2 separate regions of the Sus scrofa genome follow, and region 1 is linked to region 2. A link is a contact called in public Hi-C data. All regions are on one chromosome and are shown on one strand. The core of a region is the stretch at or near the end of the contact, and the rest is flanking DNA. Distances in the headings are between cores, read along the strand shown. Region 1 overlaps KLB (beta-klotho). Region 2 overlaps RFC1 (replication factor C subunit 1).

The links. A called contact is a pair of places that touch in the nucleus more often than the background predicts.
Region 1: a Hi-C map of liver shows a contact between it and region 2, with 2.8 times the contacts expected there. The contact joins two enhancer-like sites. A contact is called at or near these places in 4 of 47 Hi-C or Micro-C datasets (embryonic fibroblasts, liver and skeletal muscle).

What each region holds. Positions count from the first base shown.
Region 1 is chr8:30,673,436-30,678,656 of Sscrofa11.1, reverse strand. It overlaps KLB (beta-klotho), which reads right to left. Exons shown (of 5, transcript XM_021101114.1): 2 at 2,123-2,633. Among named protein-coding and RNA genes, the nearest start is that of KLB, 23 kb to the right of the region's middle. Within about 2 kb of position 1,881, at least 1 of the 83 cell types and tissues checked has an H3K27ac peak or open chromatin away from gene starts, as enhancers often do. A contact at or near this core is called in liver, where this site is marked.
Region 2 is chr8:30,565,059-30,570,615 of Sscrofa11.1, reverse strand. It overlaps RFC1 (replication factor C subunit 1), which reads left to right. Exons shown (of 25, transcript XM_005666588.3): 15 at 1,464-1,578; 16 at 3,114-3,205; 17 at 3,469-3,606; 18 at 4,011-4,106; 19 at 4,231-4,329. Among named protein-coding and RNA genes, the nearest start is that of RFC1, 68 kb to the left of the region's middle. Within about 2 kb of position 1,670, at least 1 of the 83 cell types and tissues checked has an H3K27ac peak or open chromatin away from gene starts, as enhancers often do. A contact at or near this core is called in liver, where this site is marked.

The DNA.
Region 1 (5,221 bases), core at 632-3,131, 110 kb before region 2:
AAGGAGGAGAAAGAGGCGCAGTGATGCAAGAGAATAAGAACTGACTGGGTTGACGGGCAGGAGGTGAGAGGGCTTGCTCTCCTACACTCCTGGGACAGTGCTATTGGGCAAGTTTCTTGACCTCAGTTTCCTCATTTGTCAATAGAAAAGACTGGAAACAATGATCGCTTGGGACCTTTCTACCTTTAAAACTGACTCAATAGCTTTCAGGAATTAGGTAAAATGAAATATGCAATAAACACAACAAATACCCCAATCAATCATCAACTGTTTTTCTTTTCTTAAAAGCTTTCATCTTTCTCATGGAAAATGTCTCATTTCTGCCCTTTTGGCGTTTTCATCACTGACATTCTTTTCCCAAAAGGTGGAAAATTGATGTCAAGAGATTCTGGTGTGATAGATACATTTCAACAGGTCCTGATTCTAGTCCCTTTGGGATCATAACGCCTGGGGAATACACCCCTTCTGCCAGAGTGCACGGTATTTGGCCCAGGCCTCTGCCCTGGAGGGCCCCTGTGTGCATGGCTGGCCTGGCTGTGTCCCTTGTGCTCCTCCTGCAGGTTTGAGCAGCAGGGTCTGCTGTCCCTGAGGACCCTCGCTGAACACTCTCTCCTACAGAACCTGGAGTTTTTCTCTAAGCTTGTGACGTCTAAAGAGAGCTACAGAGCTGTAGAGTCACCGATCATTCCTTTATATGTGGGTGAAACGGAGCTCAACTCTATAGGGGACAGAGCCATCACAATTGTCCTCTGCTCCATCATTTCAATCAGCCACCTGCAGATGTCACTACTTGAGTAATGGAAAAAGGAATGAGGGGAAGAGCAGGTGTTAGAGAAATATTCGGGAACAATAGAAATTGCTCAGCCTTGCCATTCATGGCTCATTCTTTGTCTTCAGAATTTTTCATTGTTGAGTCATGTAGTAGAGTAAAAGGAGCCCAATCAAGAAAAGCTTTCCACGGAGTTCCCATCGTGGCTCAGTGGTTAATGAATCCAACTAGGAACCATGAGGTTGTGGGTTCGATCCCTGGCCTTGCTCAGTGGGTTAAGAATCCAGCGTTGCTGTGAGCTGTGGTGTAGGTCGCAGATGTGACTCGGATCCCGTGTTGCTGTGGCTCTGGCATAGGCTGGTGACTACAGCTCTGATTAGACCCCTAGCCTGGGAACCTCCATGTGCTGTGGGAGCGGCCCTAGAAAAAAAAAGCTTTCAGCATCTTAGGCTAAAGTACTACTGTTAGAAAACTTTGGACATGTCTCCTTTAGCATTAAGTCCTTTTTATTTTTTATTTTATTTTATTTTTTTCTTTTTACCACTGCACCTGCAGCATATGGAAGTTCCCCAGGTGGAGGTTGAATTGGAACTGCAGCTGAAGCCTACACCACAGCCACAGTGACTTGGGATCCAAACCCCATCTGCAACCTATGTAGCAGCTTGCAACAATGCTGGATCCTTAAACCACTGAGTGAGGCCTGGAATCAAACTGCATCCTCACAGAGACAATGCCGGGCCCTTAACCTGCTGAACCACAACAAAAACTCCCTTTTTATTTTTTATTTATTTATTTTTGGGCTGCAGAGTCACCATGTGTGGAAGTTCCTGCACCAGGGATTGAACCTGCTCCACAGCAACAAGCAGAGCCACTGCAGTGACAAAGCTGTGCATGGGAACTCCCATTGTTCCTTTATAAAGGAATGAAACAGCATCTTGTTGCCAATCAAGGCTGTATTTATAGTCTAAAATGATTTTGCTTTCAAATTCTTACTTAAAAAGGGCACGAGAGGGAGTTCTTGCTGTGGTGCTGTCGGGTAAATGTTGTGGTTTGTCTCTGTGGAGGCACCAGTTTGACCTCTGGCCTGGCACAGTAGGTTAAGGATCCGGCATTGCAGCTCTGGCTCAGATTTGACCCCTGGCCTGGCAACTTCTGTGTACCTTGAGGGGCAGGGCCTGGCTGAAAGAGAATAAATAAATGGGACATGAATGTAACATAAAAAATTCTGTCAACATTGGACCATAGAAAAGTCCAACAATAACAACACTAATCATATATTCAAAGGTGACTTTAAATATCCTAGAGCATAAATATTCAAATCGATTTTTTCAGTGGAGCTAACAAGCAACCAACCTTGAAGAACCTGGTTGAGGAAGTTCTTCATCATGTAGATGGCTGTGGTATCTTCAGTTTTCACGTGACTGTCTGTGAACCAGCCATTCTCTGTAATCAAGATTCGGGGATTGCCATATTCCAGCTTAATCCAGTTCAGCACTTCTCTTAAATTGAGTGACACATTTTGTCCCATTTTGGCCATGGTGTTGTGGGGCTTGAAATTGTTGGGTCCGAAGGAAAAGGCAAAGAAGTCTGCTGTTCCCCTCACCTCATTCTTCTCCGCATCAGAGAACTGGGGTAGAACGGAGAGCAACTTCTTTTTCATCACCTCTGGATAGTCACCATCCCCATGGATTGGGCTGGCAAACCACCCAAGCACAGAAACCATGGACTGTTGGCACTTGAGTATATCCATTGTATTTTCTGATCTGTTTGGTTCAATCCAATGGGATCCCAGCGTGATCGATAACCAACCCTTCTGATGCGGGCGGAAATTTCTGTTGTAGTTATGCCAAACTTTTGAATGAGCCTAATAAAAGAAAATATTACTAATTTTTATTATCCTTACTCATAGGGTTGTGACTTGGCTGGTAGAAGGTCTTTTCATGGATGAATTAATGAAGCATAGGGTGATGCGGGGGGAAAGCTGCCAGGGAATCCTGATAGCCTTAAAGTCCACTCTCCATTCACTTTCCCTGGGCTTCAACCTAAAGCCTCCCTTATAGCATCACCCAGGGGCAGGTAGAGAGCCCTGGTCCAAGCTCCGTCTCACTTCTCCTCTCCCTGGCTCCCTTTCAGGCCCTCTTGGGGCTGGGTACAGGTGAGACATGACGTGGATTATAGGATTTCTTTGTCTACATAAAAAGTCTCAGGGCAGTGATCTTTCATTGTTCTACAGAGTCTTCTTTCGGCTCTACCTTAGAAGTCCAGGATAATACAGTCTTGAAATTCTGTAAATGGATAATAATAGCGCTCAACTCCTAGGCTTGTTGTAAGGATTGAATGAATTAATGCACTTTAGAACAGTGTCTGGGACAGAGAAACCTCTATTTAAGTCTTAGCTATTGTTACTGTTAGTATAAAAAGGGTGAGGCATGATACAGACAAAAAAAAAAACAGTGGAAATAGTGTGGGTTTTGGGATGAGCGCACATGGGTTTGAAGCTGAGGTACTAACAGAGTGGCCTTAGACAAGTCACTTAATCTTTCTGAAATCTCTCAGTATCCTCAGCCATAAAATGAAGTTAAAAATAATAATACTCTTTGTAAGGTTGTTGTTAGATGTAGGGCTACTTTATATGTTAAATATGTAGCGTAGACTAGAGCACCCGGGAGCTACTACTTAAAGATGGATGTTATTACGTTGGTCCTCCTGGAGTTCACATTTCCAGTTGAGTGGACTTAAAATAGAGCCTCATCATCAGTTTCCATTCTATTCAATACGTACGTACTGAGCACTTATTCAATGCCTGTCTTGCTCCTCCCCTGAGAGGTTAAAACAATTGGTGCAGGGACTTGCTTTCAGGAGCCAATAATCTTAATGAGAAAATGAGACTGAAATGTGTGAAAGAGAAACATAAAATTGCATAAAAAAGGGATTCAATTTAAAAAATAATTAAAAGCCTGAGGTATGGTTCGGTAAAGAACCATGAGCAGCATCAGGAGGGCAAACATTAAGGACTCTAGGCCAGTTGAATGTCCAAGGTCTCTTTCCTGTCCCAGCCAGCCAGAAGGCCCTCCTGTATCTCTGTCCACCTTTCTTCCTCTTCCCATTTGACTTGCTTGCCTCTTGGTGTCTCTTCCCAGCTCTGCCAGTTTCTCCTCTATCTGGGTGTTTCTGAAACATGTGCACAAATCCTTACTATTCGTAACCCATGAAGTCTGCTTTCAGTCTTGTTCCTTAGCTTTTCTCTTGCTCATTGGAGATGATTTACATTGGACTGAAGTAACCAGAAATGACTTTTTTGTAGGTCAAAGCCAATAAAATATGAGCAATGGCTCATACCTAATAGATCCAGTGGACATTAAAAGTGTTTCACAGGGAGTTCCCATTGTGGCTCAGTGGTAACGAATCTGACTAGGATCCATGAAGATGTGGGTTCGATTTCCTGGTCTCACCTGGTGGGTTAAGGGTCCGACGTTGCTATGAGTTGTGGTGGAGGTCATAGATGTGGCTTGGATCTGATGATGCTGTGGCTGTAGTGTAGGCCAGCAACTGTAGCTCTGATTCGATCCCAAGCCTGGGAACTTCCATAGGCTGCATGTGCAGCTGTAAATAAAGCAAAAAAAAAAAAAAAAAAAAGTTTCATAAATTCTGTTAGGGTGGGGAAAGATAGGCTTAATGTGAAGGATGAGGATTCCAAAACTGGTATCTCCTTGTTTTATGTAAGAATAGCTAATTTTAAATAATTCTGTGAAAGATTTTCCGAAGTAAATGTCTCAGGTATTACTTCTATCTACCTGTTCTTACTCAGCTTTCATTGGAAGATCCTGGAGCCATTTAACACCCAAATATTCCTAAGGACCCTTAAGAATGCTCTTCTCAGAGAAATGTTCAGGCTGTAGCCTTCTTGCCTGCCTCCAATCTGAGTTTCCAGCTTTTGGAAGGAATCTCAGGGCAGCATGGGTTAGACTCCACCTTAAGTGATATCAGCCGCTCCTTCTGGGCTTTTCTGGGGCTGGAATCACAACAGAAAGTCTTAACTGCTTTTTTCCTGATTTGAAATGAAAGCAATCATGCATTACTAGAATTCAAGGGGGGACCTTCTTTGCTTTATTCTAATCAGTCACTTAATCCCTTGGTAGCCTCAGCACTTTCATCCATAAAAGCTCAGTGATCAGCACTTCCCTTCAGGGCAGGTGTGCAGCTCTGATGTATAAACTGTAAAACACTAAACACAAGTAAGATTCTGAGCCATAAACTATAAACTGCCTTGCAAAGATGATGCCATCATTAACTAAAGGGGGAATGAGATATCAGTGTATTAAACCAGTGTTGATAGCAATTAACCTGTTCTAACAGAGAAAATAAAAAAGGAGGGAAGAGTTTTTTTTTTAAAATAGATGTTCTGTGACATATTTCAGTGATTATAAGAAAGGTGACCTAAACTGTGATAAA
Region 2 (5,557 bases), core at 421-2,920:
CCTATCATGACTTTTCTAAAATCAAACCTCTGAAATTTGCTTTGGTTCTGGGCACATTTGTCACTTTCATCCTTTAAAAAATATTGGTAATAATAATGATAGGTGATATTTACTTGTGTGCCAGGCAATGCACTAATAAGCCCCTGTGTGTGTAATGTCTTACAGATGCTTACAGATATAGATATCTTATATACCCTTGTAGGAAGAATTCTGTGTGCTGACTGTGTGTCCTATTGCCATCCTTATGTGACAAATGAAACAGGCCTATAGCGGAGGGTGGGGACACAGTATGAACCCAGGTAGTCCAACTTTTCACCCCTACGGAACCCTCCTTTTGCTCTTGTTGTCTTCATGGCTGCCATAGCTAGATGGTGAGAAGACAAGGCACTTGGCACCCCAGGGCCTCATGTATCAGAATGGTAGGAATGGTATATGAAATGGTATCAAAATGATAAAATGGGGGATTTTAAATTTGCTTTAGGAGTTCCTGTTGTTGCTCAGTGGTTAACGAATCCGACTAGGAACCATGAGGTTGCGGGTTCCATCCCTGGCCTTGCTCAGTGGGTTGAGGATCTGGCATTGCTGTGGACTGTGGTGTAGGCCGGCGGCTACAGCTCCGATTTGACCCCTAGCCTGGAAACCTCCATATGTCGAGAGTGCGGCCCTGGAAAAGACAAAAAAAAGAAAAAATTAAATTTGCTTTAATGTTATTGCTGGATTTCCCAACTCTCTGTCTCACCCTCTTTGTTGTGTGGACCAGAGCGTACATTTTTAGCTGGTATAATAATTAATTATATATTTTCCACTCTTTGTAAACATTAAAAAAACAACAGGAGCAATTTTTTTCCCCTAATCTTTACAGTTGTAAAGATAACTCTTTTCCCCCTTGATTTTATCATTACTTTTTGAGGGATTGAATCAGAGTCTTTCATAATGCCTTAATATCAATATAATGGTGAATTTTGGGAAATGAGTCCAAATTACTTGATTTTTCACAGTTTGAGAGGAAGATTGTAAATGGATAGCTTGACAAAGAATGATTAAACTTTATTTATAGTTTATCTTAAGGAGTCTCTAATTACTTTTTGGTATTTTAACATAGATTCATTCTGTGTCTGATATTGAAGTTTTGGGATGGCCCTTATATTTAATTCTTTTGAAGACTTTAAGAAGCAAACTTAGTAAAATTGCTTGTTCATATATACTCTTTCAGATTAGTTATTTATCAACTGATGTTTTAAGATCAAATGTGTGTTTTTATATGTGTGTGGTATGTATGTATATTATATTTTAAATGTCTCTTAATGTGAGGCCTGTAAGAGTTAATCTTACTGTCATTAGTATTCTGCTTTCTACCTGTGGTTACTTAGGTGATTTTTCTATCCTCTTCCTCAGTTGCCTTCTTTCAGGGGAGAGTTAATAATTTGCATTGTGATAGTAATGGTTTCCAATATCTTGATTAGGAATTGGGATATAGCTATGTGGAACTGAATGCAAGTGACACTCGGAGTAAGAACAGTTTGAAGGAGATTATTGCTGAGTCGCTGAATAATACCAGCATCAAAGGCTTTTATTCAAGTATGTGGGTTTTTGAACTGTTTTGGGGGGAGGAGGGTTATGTAAGAAAAACAGGTTCAGTTCTGTGTCCATTAACTAGTATTGAACCTTACTGTGTGCCAGGCACCCTGCTAAATCCTGGGGCTAATGAGACAGTAAGAAGCACCTATGATGTAACTCTTACAGGACAGTAATTCACCTTCATCCTTCCCCCCTTTTTTCTGGTCTTAGTGGTTTCTGAATATGTGATAAAATGTATACATGGACATATTTATGAATTTTTGCATTGGTTTTAGAGGATTCACAGGTAAATCCTCTGACAAGGGAAAGTAAACAACTAACAGTGTGATGAGTGAGGTGATAGATGCTTTTAGATGAAGGAATGATTCTATTTGGAACATTGGGGAAAGCTACCAGTAAAATGGTGACTTTGTTCAAAGGGCCTTGAAGAATTAGACTAGTTTGTGGATGGAAGGGGTTATTTCAGGCAGAGGTAGTAGAGGAGGAGAAAAGACAGTGTTAAAGTGCCACTGGGTTTCGGGTTGTAGCTGTTAATCTGATGTAGCAGAGTTTATGGGGAAAATAAGATGCCCATATTACAGACTATACTGCATGTTCAGAATCTGTGGTATATTGCACAGTCACCTGAATTCTTGGTACTTTCAGTGGTAGAAAATTGTTAAAAATTTTCCCAGCAGATGTCACTTTTATACATGATTAGTGGGAGTGTCAGTTGGTACAACTCTGGAGTGCCATCTGACAGTGTTTCTCAAAGTTAAATTACACATAGCCTTTAACCCAGAAATTCTAGTTCCTTGGAATTTAGTAACTGTTATACTTGTATACAAAATAACATAGATAAGTAGATTCATTAATTATGATTCATAATAAAATTGGAAACATCTTCATATTTTATCAATGGAAAGTGATTAATTATGATAGGTGTATAAAATGGAATATTTGAAAAGCCTTAAAAAGGAGATGATCTATATCTGCAGATAAGAAACAGGTCACCGAAATATATTAAATGACAAAACCAAGGTGTATACTTTCAAGTACACACGTTTTTAATATGAGTAGAATATCTCTTAAGGAATATGCGTACATGAGACTCCTCACATTCTTTACCTCCAGAGAGTGAAACTGGGTGCCCAAGGGGGCAGAGGTGGGAGAGGATTTCATGTCACTGCTTACTCATGTGCCTTTTTTTTGTCTTTTTAGGGCTGCACCCATGGCACATGGAAGTTCCCAGGCTAGGGGTCAAATCTGAGCTGTAGCTGCTGGCCTACACCACAGCCACAGCAACGCCAGATCCTTAACCCTCTGAGCAGGGCCAGGGATTAAACCTGGCATCCTCATGGATACTCGTCGGATTCATTACTGCCAAGCCACAACAGGAACTCCTCTTGTGCCTTTTGAATTTTGAACCATGGATCTACATTATCTATCAGTTTAAAATGTTACATATGTTACAGATTTTTTTTTTTAAAGCAGCAGTGTTTGAAGAATTGTTATTTTGTTTTTGTCCCATCCTATTGCTTTTCAACATGGTTCAGGTGGAGCAGCCCATTCAGTAAGCACGAAACATGCTCTCATCATGGATGAAGTAGATGGCATGGCAGGCAATGAGGACAGGGGAGGAATTCAGGTAAGGAAAGCACTGTATTTTTGCAGTTTTACTGTTGTTGCTTGTTTGTTTTTAGATTTTTTTTTTTTTCCATTATAGTTGATTTACAGTGTGCAGTTTTACTATTGATTTTAGGTTTTGTTTTTTTTTTTAAACTATCATGCTGTGTGGTATTTACAGCAATTGAGGCATGTTGCCTTTTAAAACCTAAAATACATACATTGTATACTTCGTTGATTTTTTTTTTTAGATAATTATTTTTGTGTTGCAAATTTGCCTTTCAGGAATTAATTGGTTTGATAAAACATACAAAAATTCCCATTATTTGTATGTGCAATGATAGAAATCACCCCAAGATTCGCTCCTTGGTTCATTATTGTTTCGATCTTCGTTTTCAAAGACCTCGGGTTGAACAGATTAAGGTATGATGATTGGATTTTTTTCCTCCATCATTCTTACCCTATATATTTTTAGGATAGTTTTTCAAAGTACTTGATAGGAGTTCCCATTGTGGCTTAGCAGGTTAAAACCCAACATAGTCTCTGTGAAATGTGGGTTTGATCCCTGACTTCGGTGGGTTAAGGACCCAGTGTTGCCTCATGCTGCGGCGTAGGTTGCACATGTGGCTGGGATCCGGTGTTGCTATAGCTGTGGTGTCGGCCGGCAGCTGCTGCTCCACTTCAACCCCTAGCCCAGGAACTTTCATATGCCACAGGTGTGGCCATAAAAATAAATAAATAAAAGTACTTGATAAATATTTTAAAAAATCTGACCATATGAACTTTAAAAAAATCATCGAGGATTCATTTCCCTTTGTCAATTTCAGGGTGCTATGATGTCTATTGCATTTAAAGAGGGTTTAAAAATCCCCCCTCCAGCTATGAATGAAATAATTTTGGGAGCCAATCAAGATATTAGACAGGTAAATTAAATATATATTATGTAACAGTTGATCATTTTATTGAATTGATGTCTTAAATGTTTTTGGGACAAAGAGTGGCAGTATTTCCCTATCTTTGACAGTGTCTTACTTGTGATTCTTTTAGGTTTTACATAATCTGAGTATGTGGTGTGCACGAAGTAAGGCACTAACCTATGACCAGGCTAAGGCTGATTCTCACAGAGCCAAAAAGGATATCAAACTGGTAAAGTAAATTTCCGTTTCTTAGTTCCTTAACCAAAGCACTTCTCCTCCTGTCAGTATTAATAAAAATAGTTATCATAGTTCCTTGAGACACCTATGGATATTTATAGCAAGAGGTTTTTTTTGTGTGTGGGGGGTGTTTTTGTCTTTTCTAGGGCTGCACCCACGGTATATGGAGGTTCCCAGGCTAGGGGTCTAATCAGAGCTGTAGCCACCAGCCTATGCCAGAGCCACAGCAACGCCAGATCCTCAACCCACTGAGCAAGGCCAGGGAACCCACAACCTCATGGTTCCTAGTCGGATTCGTTAACCACTGAGTCACGATGGGAACTTCAGCAAGAGATTTTTGACAGCTGCTAAAAGTATTTTTGATTCAAGTGACTTTTTTCTTAAGGACTGTCAATGTAATTGTAAATTTTGAGAAAGGGACAGTTTAAATCATGCTCATGCCTTCGTAGTTATATAATGGCCTTTCTAGAATCCCTTATGTATAGATTTCATGTTTTGAGTGCTTTGTAGCTGTTCAGAATAATCTTGTTTCAAATGGTTTATAGTTTAATGACTCCCTGAAGCTAGAGTAAAGGTCCATATTATTTCTGTGTTCTGTTTCACCTAGTCACCAGTCAGAATTCCTCATTGCCATTAGAGCAATGATTAAACAGTGTTCCCCCCCCTCCCTCTTTTTAAAAAATCAGTAAACGTTTTTAGAGTTGTTTTAGGTTCATAGCAAAGTTGATATTTCCTGTATATCTCCTATCGCCAGTAGAATAGTATTCCCCACTACCAACATCCTCCATCAGAGTGGTACATCTGTCACAACTGATGAACCCACACTGACACATCATCACCATAACCCAGAGTCCATAGTTGAACATTAGGGTTTGCTCTTGGTCGTACATTCTCTAGGTGTTGAAATATACATGTGTAATGGCATGTTTCACTGTTGTAGTATCATATAGAACACTTTCACTGCCCTAGAAATCCTCTTTGCTTTGCCTGTTCTTCCGCCAGCCCCTGGAAACCACTGTTTTTTTTTTTTTTTTTTTTTTTTTAACTGTCTCCATAGTTTCACCTTTTTAAGAATGTCACATATTTAGAATCCTGTATGTTGCTTCTTCTGATTGGCTTTTTTCACATAATAATATACACTTAAAGTTTCTCCATATCTTTTCATGGCTTTATAACTCATTTCTTTGTAGTGCTGAGTAATGGTCCCATGTCTGGATGTA